Linked DNA regions of Capra hircus: region 2 is linked to region 1. Evidence: chromatin contacts called from public Hi-C data. All regions are on one chromosome and are shown on one strand. The core of a region is the stretch at or near the end of the contact, and the rest is flanking DNA. Distances in the headings are between cores, read along the strand shown.

Evidence for each region. A called contact is a pair of places that touch in the nucleus more often than the background predicts.
Region 2: a Hi-C map of blood shows a contact between it and region 1, with 4 times the contacts expected there. The contact joins the enhancer-like site here to the promoter of GADD45B in region 1. A contact is called at or near these places in 3 of 5 Hi-C or Micro-C datasets (all in blood).

The regions. Positions count from the first base shown.
Region 1 is chr7:89,444,291-89,447,605 of ARS1.2, forward strand. GADD45B (growth arrest and DNA damage-inducible protein GADD45 beta) reads left to right here and starts at 2,025. Exons shown (of 4, transcript XM_018050778.1): 1 at 2,025-2,305; 2 at 2,409-2,510; 3 at 2,918-3,140. The coding sequence starts at 2,262.
Region 2 is chr7:89,531,189-89,534,356 of ARS1.2, forward strand. The region is part of intron 2 of GNG7 (guanine nucleotide-binding protein G(I)/G(S)/G(O) subunit gamma-7); the gene reads right to left. Among named protein-coding and RNA genes, the nearest start is that of GNG7, 76 kb to the right of the region's middle. Within about 2 kb of position 1,898, at least 3 of the 5 cell types and tissues checked have an H3K27ac peak or open chromatin away from gene starts, as enhancers often do.

The sequences.
Region 1 (3,315 bases), core at 775-3,274:
ACTGGATTTATATGAGGTCCCTAAAGGATCAAATTCATAGAGACAAAAAGTCAATGGTGGGTGTCAGGAGATGGGGGTAGTTCGTGTTCCATTCCCAAGAGTTTACTCCGGGGATGATAAGATTTGGGTCTAGATCACGGTGATTGTTACCCAGCATTGTGCATGTATATCATGCCACCGACTGGTATACTTACAAATATCGAAATGATAAATATCGTGCATATTTTACCATTAAAAAAAAACCACAGTAACCTAGGCAGTAGTTAGATTAAAAAATTAAATCTATAAAGTTATTAATACATGTTGCATATAATTGTGTGTGTGTGTATAAAGTATTGCATTTGTTACCCCTTCCGGGTGTTTCACCTCCTCTACACTCCACCCCCGCCGGTTGGTCCCTTCCGGAACTGCGGGCGCAGGGACCTCGCGTGGACACCAGGTGGCGCCGCCGCGCCTCGCAGCGCCCGGGACATTTCGCGCCCCCATGGTGGGCGGCGCGGAGGCGGCGCGATGCGTCAGCGGGACCGCAGGCCGGGGAGCTGGGGGAATCTAGCCGTAAGGCCGAGGCCAGACCCCAGGCTGGCGGGGGTGGGGGTGCAGCTGAGTCATACGGGAGCCCCCGATCGACCGTGGGAGCTAGTCCCACGCGGGCCTGCCCGCCTGGCTCGTGAACTGCTTTCCCAGGGAGATGGCGTGGTTGGCGGCTGTCCGAGCGCGCGGCCGTGCCTGGCGCACACGTGTAACTCCAGCACCAACTAACTGGGGCCTTGAATTAGTGGAGGCCTCACCAAACCTCAGTTTACCCTTTTGCATCCTGCAGATAAGCATAGCCCATGCTTCTTGGGTTCTTGGGGATTCAATGAACCGTGATACGGAGAACCTGGGGCCAAGCGCGCGCTCCATACATTCAGCGCCCCCTCCGGAGGGAATAAAAGCGGCTACCATCACAGTAAGCGCGCAAAGGTGGCAGCGCGTGGCTCACAGATGAACCGGCTCCCTTCGCCCTCTCTCGGGCTGGATTTCCCCCAACAGAGCCGCTGTGAGCAGGGGCAGTCAAACCTTGCAATGCGAGGCGCCTGCAGGGGGCGTGGAGCCTGCGAGGCCTAGCCACCTGCGCCTCCCACGCGCGCCCCACCCTGAAACTCGCCAGGTTGGAGAGGGGGCACCGGGTCTCGGCCCTGGGCTCTGCAGCCCCTGGTTCTGGGGAACTCGAGGCGACCTCCCAGACTACCAGGCGATGTTTATCAAGTGTCTCTTGTGTACTCCACTTATTAGTTAATGTTTCCTGCAACCCAATGAGGCCGGTGTGCATTGTCATAGGACGGGTGGCAACTCTGAGGCCGCCTTCGCAGCCTGCAATTTTGGGGATCTAGGCGGCCTCCTGCGACCACCACCGCGTGCTAGGCGCTTGCTGTGCATCCCTCACTTTATTTAGGACTCTGCAATCTAATGAGGCCAACTTTGCATTCCCATTAGACAGATAAGGGCAGAAACGCCCAGAAAATAAAGTCACCCAGGGGCTGGGGTCCCTGCAGCCTGGGGCTACCCCCCCTGGGCTACCCCCCCCCACCACCACCTAGGGATCGGGCTGCAGACTGGGCTCCCTCTCGGTGTAAAACTGCTGCAGAACCTGGAAAGACTCGGGCCGGGGACTCTCCGGGGACCGGGAGGGGATTCCAGGCCCCCCGCTCGAAAGTCTGGGCCGCCTCGCGCGCTGGAAATCCCGCGCGCGCCCCGAAACGCGGCGCGGCTGCCGGGAAATAGGAGAAAACTTCTGCTTTTTTTTCTCTTTTCTGGCACTCAAGTTCCCCCCGGCTCCACCCCCCCCCTCCCGGCGCCCTCCTCCCGGCTCTCGCCCCCACGTGGGGCACCCCCGGGCGGCGCCCCGCCCCCTCCCCGCCGCTGGCCAACCGCAGCGCGAATTTCTCTCGCCTTTGTGTTTTGTCCAATCGGAGGGGCGAACGGGTCACTGGGGCTACGCCCCTAACCTTCTTAGTCTATAAAAGGCGGTGCCGGCCGCCGCAAGCTCAGATCGCTGACGCCGAGCACTCGGATCTTTTGCAGTTGCTACTTGGATTATTCTTGCTGAGACACTTGCAATTTTTTCCGCCTTTTTTGGGGGTGGATTTCGCTGCCTTCCTAAGGTCTTGACGAACGCTTGGTCTCCGTGGGAAGGCTTCGGGCTTTCCAGCCTTGGATATTGCATTTTCTTCCTTGAACCTGTCGTGAGGCTGTTTTCCACTGTGGATTATAACTGCAACATGACACTGGAAGAGCTCGTGGCGTGCGACAACGCGGCGCAAAAGTAAGTAGTGGCGCCCCTGCCACCTGAGGTCAGGCTGGGCCGGGTGGGGACGGGGCGCCCCGTGCCTGGCCTGATGCTGACCTCCGCTCTCCCTTGGCCCCAGGATGCAGACGGTGAGCGCCGCGGTGGAGGAGTTGCTGGTGGCCGCGCAGCGCCAGGACCGCCTCACCGTGGGGGTGTACGAGTCGGCCAAGCTGATGAATGTGTGAGTCAGACTCTGTCTCCCGGCTGGGCGCGGGTGGGGACCCTCTCCGCTCTGCAATCTCCCTCCTGCACCCCTCTCTTGCATGGGTCTGGGACACCCCCAAGTGTCCCCATTGTGGATTGGGAATCTTTCTGCCTTTTTTTTTTTTTTTTTTTTGAGGCGTGGAGGCTGCAGTATGCTGGGGCTACATCACTTGCAAACAGTCGCCTGTTTATGTCCCTGACTTACCCCCCACCCACGCCCGGCCTTTGAACCGAGCGTCTTCTCCCCCACCCCAGCATCTGCTTGCAGATGCCATCCCCTGCACACCTGCAGTTGCTCTCTGCTTTTGCAAACTCCCCGCCGCACGAGAAGGGGGGCCCTTCCGAATCCCCAGCTGACCCACCCATCCCCCTCTGGCCCCTCAGGGATCCTGACAGCGTGGTCCTGTGCCTCCTGGCCATCGACGAGGAAGAGGAGGACGACATTGCCCTGCAGATCCACTTTACGCTTATTCAGTCCTTCTGCTGCGACAACGACATCGACATCGTGCGGGTGTCGGGGATGCAGCGCTTGGCGCAGCTGCTGGGCGAGCCGGCCGAGACCCAGGGCACCACCGAGGCCCGGGACCTGCACTGTCTCCTGGTCACGGTGAGCAAACTGGGGCTCCGCCCTGCCCCACCCCCACCCGGCACCTGGGCCCGTGTTTGTCAACAAAGTGGAGCTGGCCGGTGTGCACCAGCTCAGCGTTCAGCCACGCTTGGCATGTCCCGTGGGCAACCTGCTGGCCTCCAGGCCTCCTCACCCAGCGAGTTATTTTGAGCCA
Region 2 (3,168 bases), core at 648-3,147, 87 kb after region 1:
ATATTTCAGATTCCACATATTACTGACATCATTCGATATTTGTCTTTCTCTGGCTTAATTGACTTAGTATGAGAAACTCTAGGTCCATCCATGTTACTGCAAATGGCATTATTTCATCCCTTTATGGCTCAGTAGCATTCACTGTGTGTATTTACTGTATCTTCTTTATCCACTCATCTGTCAGTGGACACTTAGGCTGCTTCCATGTCTTGGCTATTGTGAATAGTGCTGCTATGAACACTGGGGTGCATGTATTTTCGAATTAGTGTTTTATCTGGAAATATATCCAGGAGTGGGATTGCTGGATCATGTGGTAGCTCCATCTTTGCTTTTTTAAGAAACCTTCATACTGTCCTCCATAGTGGCTGCACCAATTTTCATTCCTGCCAACAGTGTAGGAGGGTTGGACAATTAAGGTTTTAAAAGTATCACATGGGGTGGGAGAGAGGTTCAAGAGGGAGGGGACATACATACCTATGGCTGACTCATATTGATACATGGCAGAAACCAGCAGAATATTGTAAAGCAATTATCCTCCAATTAAAAATAAATAATTTAAAGAAATCTATTTTGCTATGCTGGAGCTGCTGCTAAGTCACTTCAGTCGTGTCCGACTCTGTGCAACCCCATAGACAGCAGCCCACCAGGCTCCCCCATCCCTGGGATTCTCCAGGCAAGAACACTGGAGTGGGTTGCCATTTCCTTCAATGCATAAAAGTGAAAAGTGAAAGTGAAGTCGCTCAGTCCTGTCTGACTCTTAGTGACCCCATGGACTGCAGCCTACCAGGCTCCTCCATCCATGGGATTTTCCAGGCAAGAGTACTGGAGTGGGGTGCCATTGCCTTCTCCGATCTCTCTTTTTTTTTTTTTTTTTGCTATACTCATAGGGGAAAACAAAAATGCACCAATGGACTTATGGCATTTAGATATACAATGCATTCTCATCCACTACTCGCCTCATTCTTTTCGATGAGCAGTTAGGACAAGCAAGTCTAACAAGCCTCTGGGGGTGGACAGTGATAGTGAAAAACAGAAAAGCAAACAGCAGGTTGAGAGGACACTGATTTATACGGAGCCAGTATCACTTCTGTATTAACTTACGTTTATGTGAAGGAAACAAAAGATACAAGCTGAGCTAAAAGGTCATCTCACTACAAGCTGGAATATGTCTTGTTTCTAAGAAGCTTCTCCAAAAATGGGAAGTTGAGTTTCCAAGGAACATTTCCACTGAATTTCGGTGAGGAAGGGGGGCCACGAGGAGGGGAGCGGAGAGGGGGGAGGAGGAGGGAGGGGAGGGGGAGGGACAGTGGGGCCGGAAAACCCGAACGCGGCGGGAGCACAAACACCACGTGGTGCTCTGCTGGCTGGCCCGCTGGCCCGGGCTGACCCCGTGGAGAGCTGCACTTTTCCTTGCTGACTCGGGGAATGTCAGTCTTCTCGAGAATCTACGCTGGGATCTGAGGTTTCAGTTTCACCAAAATAAATCCTGCGCTGGCCCAGCCCTTCCTCGATTCATCCAAATAAACCAGGCCGGGTTTCTGAGAGCATTTCAAGGGGAGATGGGTGCAGCCCTGCTGGCCTCCAGAATGCAGGATTCGGGAGCTGGCAGACAGGCCCTCAGCCCTCAGCAGCCCTGCATGCCCCGGGGGTACCAAAGTTCCAAAATTCGGGGAAGTCTGGGAATTTCTCTAAGGCTGTGGAGTAGGTTGTTCAGCAGGGTTTAGTCTGGGCCATCAAAGTTCAGAAACAACATAGAAGCACTTGAAGGAAGGGAGGTGGTGGTTTCCCCACTCCCACCCCCCCTCTCTGCCCTACCCCCCGGGGATCCCTGCCTCTTGTATTTTTTAAGGCAGGCTTCTTCATTGGTTAACAGACCTCGTGGGATGGGAACAGTGTTCTCAGGTGGACACTCAGGGTGGGTCATCCTCTGAGGGGCATTCTGGGCACTGTAAGGTGTGAAGCAGCCTCGCTGGCCCCAGCCCCTTGATGCCAGGAGCCCACTCTGGTCATGACAACCACAGACGTCCCAGACATTACCCAGGGTCCCCCGGGGGCCAGTCCACCCAGGTGAGAGCCCTGGTCTAGAAGAACTCATACTTGAACAAGCAACTGGCCTCTGTGGATTCAGCTCAAGGAACGCCCACAGTGAAACTGCTGAAAGACTGGTCTGGGGACTCCTCCCCAGTGACCCAGCCCTGGTAGGCCAGTCAGTCCCTCCTGCATCTCCTGAGGCTGTGCAGCCAGTGCTCCGGTCGGTGCTTGCCACTTGGCACCATGCATGGGTTAAGGCACAAAGGAACAGTGTGGAAAAAGGGCACAGCAACGTGGGGAAGTCTGGCTGACACCCATGGAAGCCATCAATGACCCCCTGTTACTCATCCGTGTCCTCCTCGATCAAGATCCTTCAAACGACTTGGGAAAATGTCAGCCAGGAGTTTAGAAAAACAACTGACAAAGGAACTGAACTGTGGCCTCCAAGACCGTGATAAGGTTGGAAATAGCATTCTCTCCTTGGAACTCCAGGCCTTCCAAGGTCTAGTTCGGCCTTTTTGTGGCCTTCAGGTTGGGGTGACCGCTTAATGAAAGTCCCTAATGCATTTACAACAGGATGCAATCCAGGGGCCTCCCTGGTGGTCCAGTGGTTAAGACTCTGTGATCCCACCGTAGAGGTCACGGGTTTGATGCCTGGTCAAAGAACCAAGATCCCACACTCCATGACATGCCATGCAGAGTGGCCAAAATAAAACCAATAAAGAAATCTTAAAAAATAAGATGCAATTTGCAAAAATTTAGATTACTACAATTGGGAGCAACTTGTGTTTAGGGGCGGGGGTGTTAAGGTGTGTCTCATTTGAGCGTTCAGCATCACGAATTCAATTCAATGACTATGAGCGGGACTGAAAGCACAATATGAGGGAAGTTCTGTAAATGGAGCGGAGAGGAAGTCCACCCGCCATTCTGTGAAGGCACTCACAGGGGACGCACCAGAGCAAGATGGTAATGCCCAGTTAAGCTGCCCCCATTCAGTCCCTGTTCCAGACACTCTCAGGGTGAAAAGCTTTGCACTGCGTGATGACCACTTCTATTCTTACTATTTTTAACAGCACAGCCCCTCAATGCAAGCCATCTGCTTCTGGATGTAGATGAGGTTACAGCTGACTCTTCTGA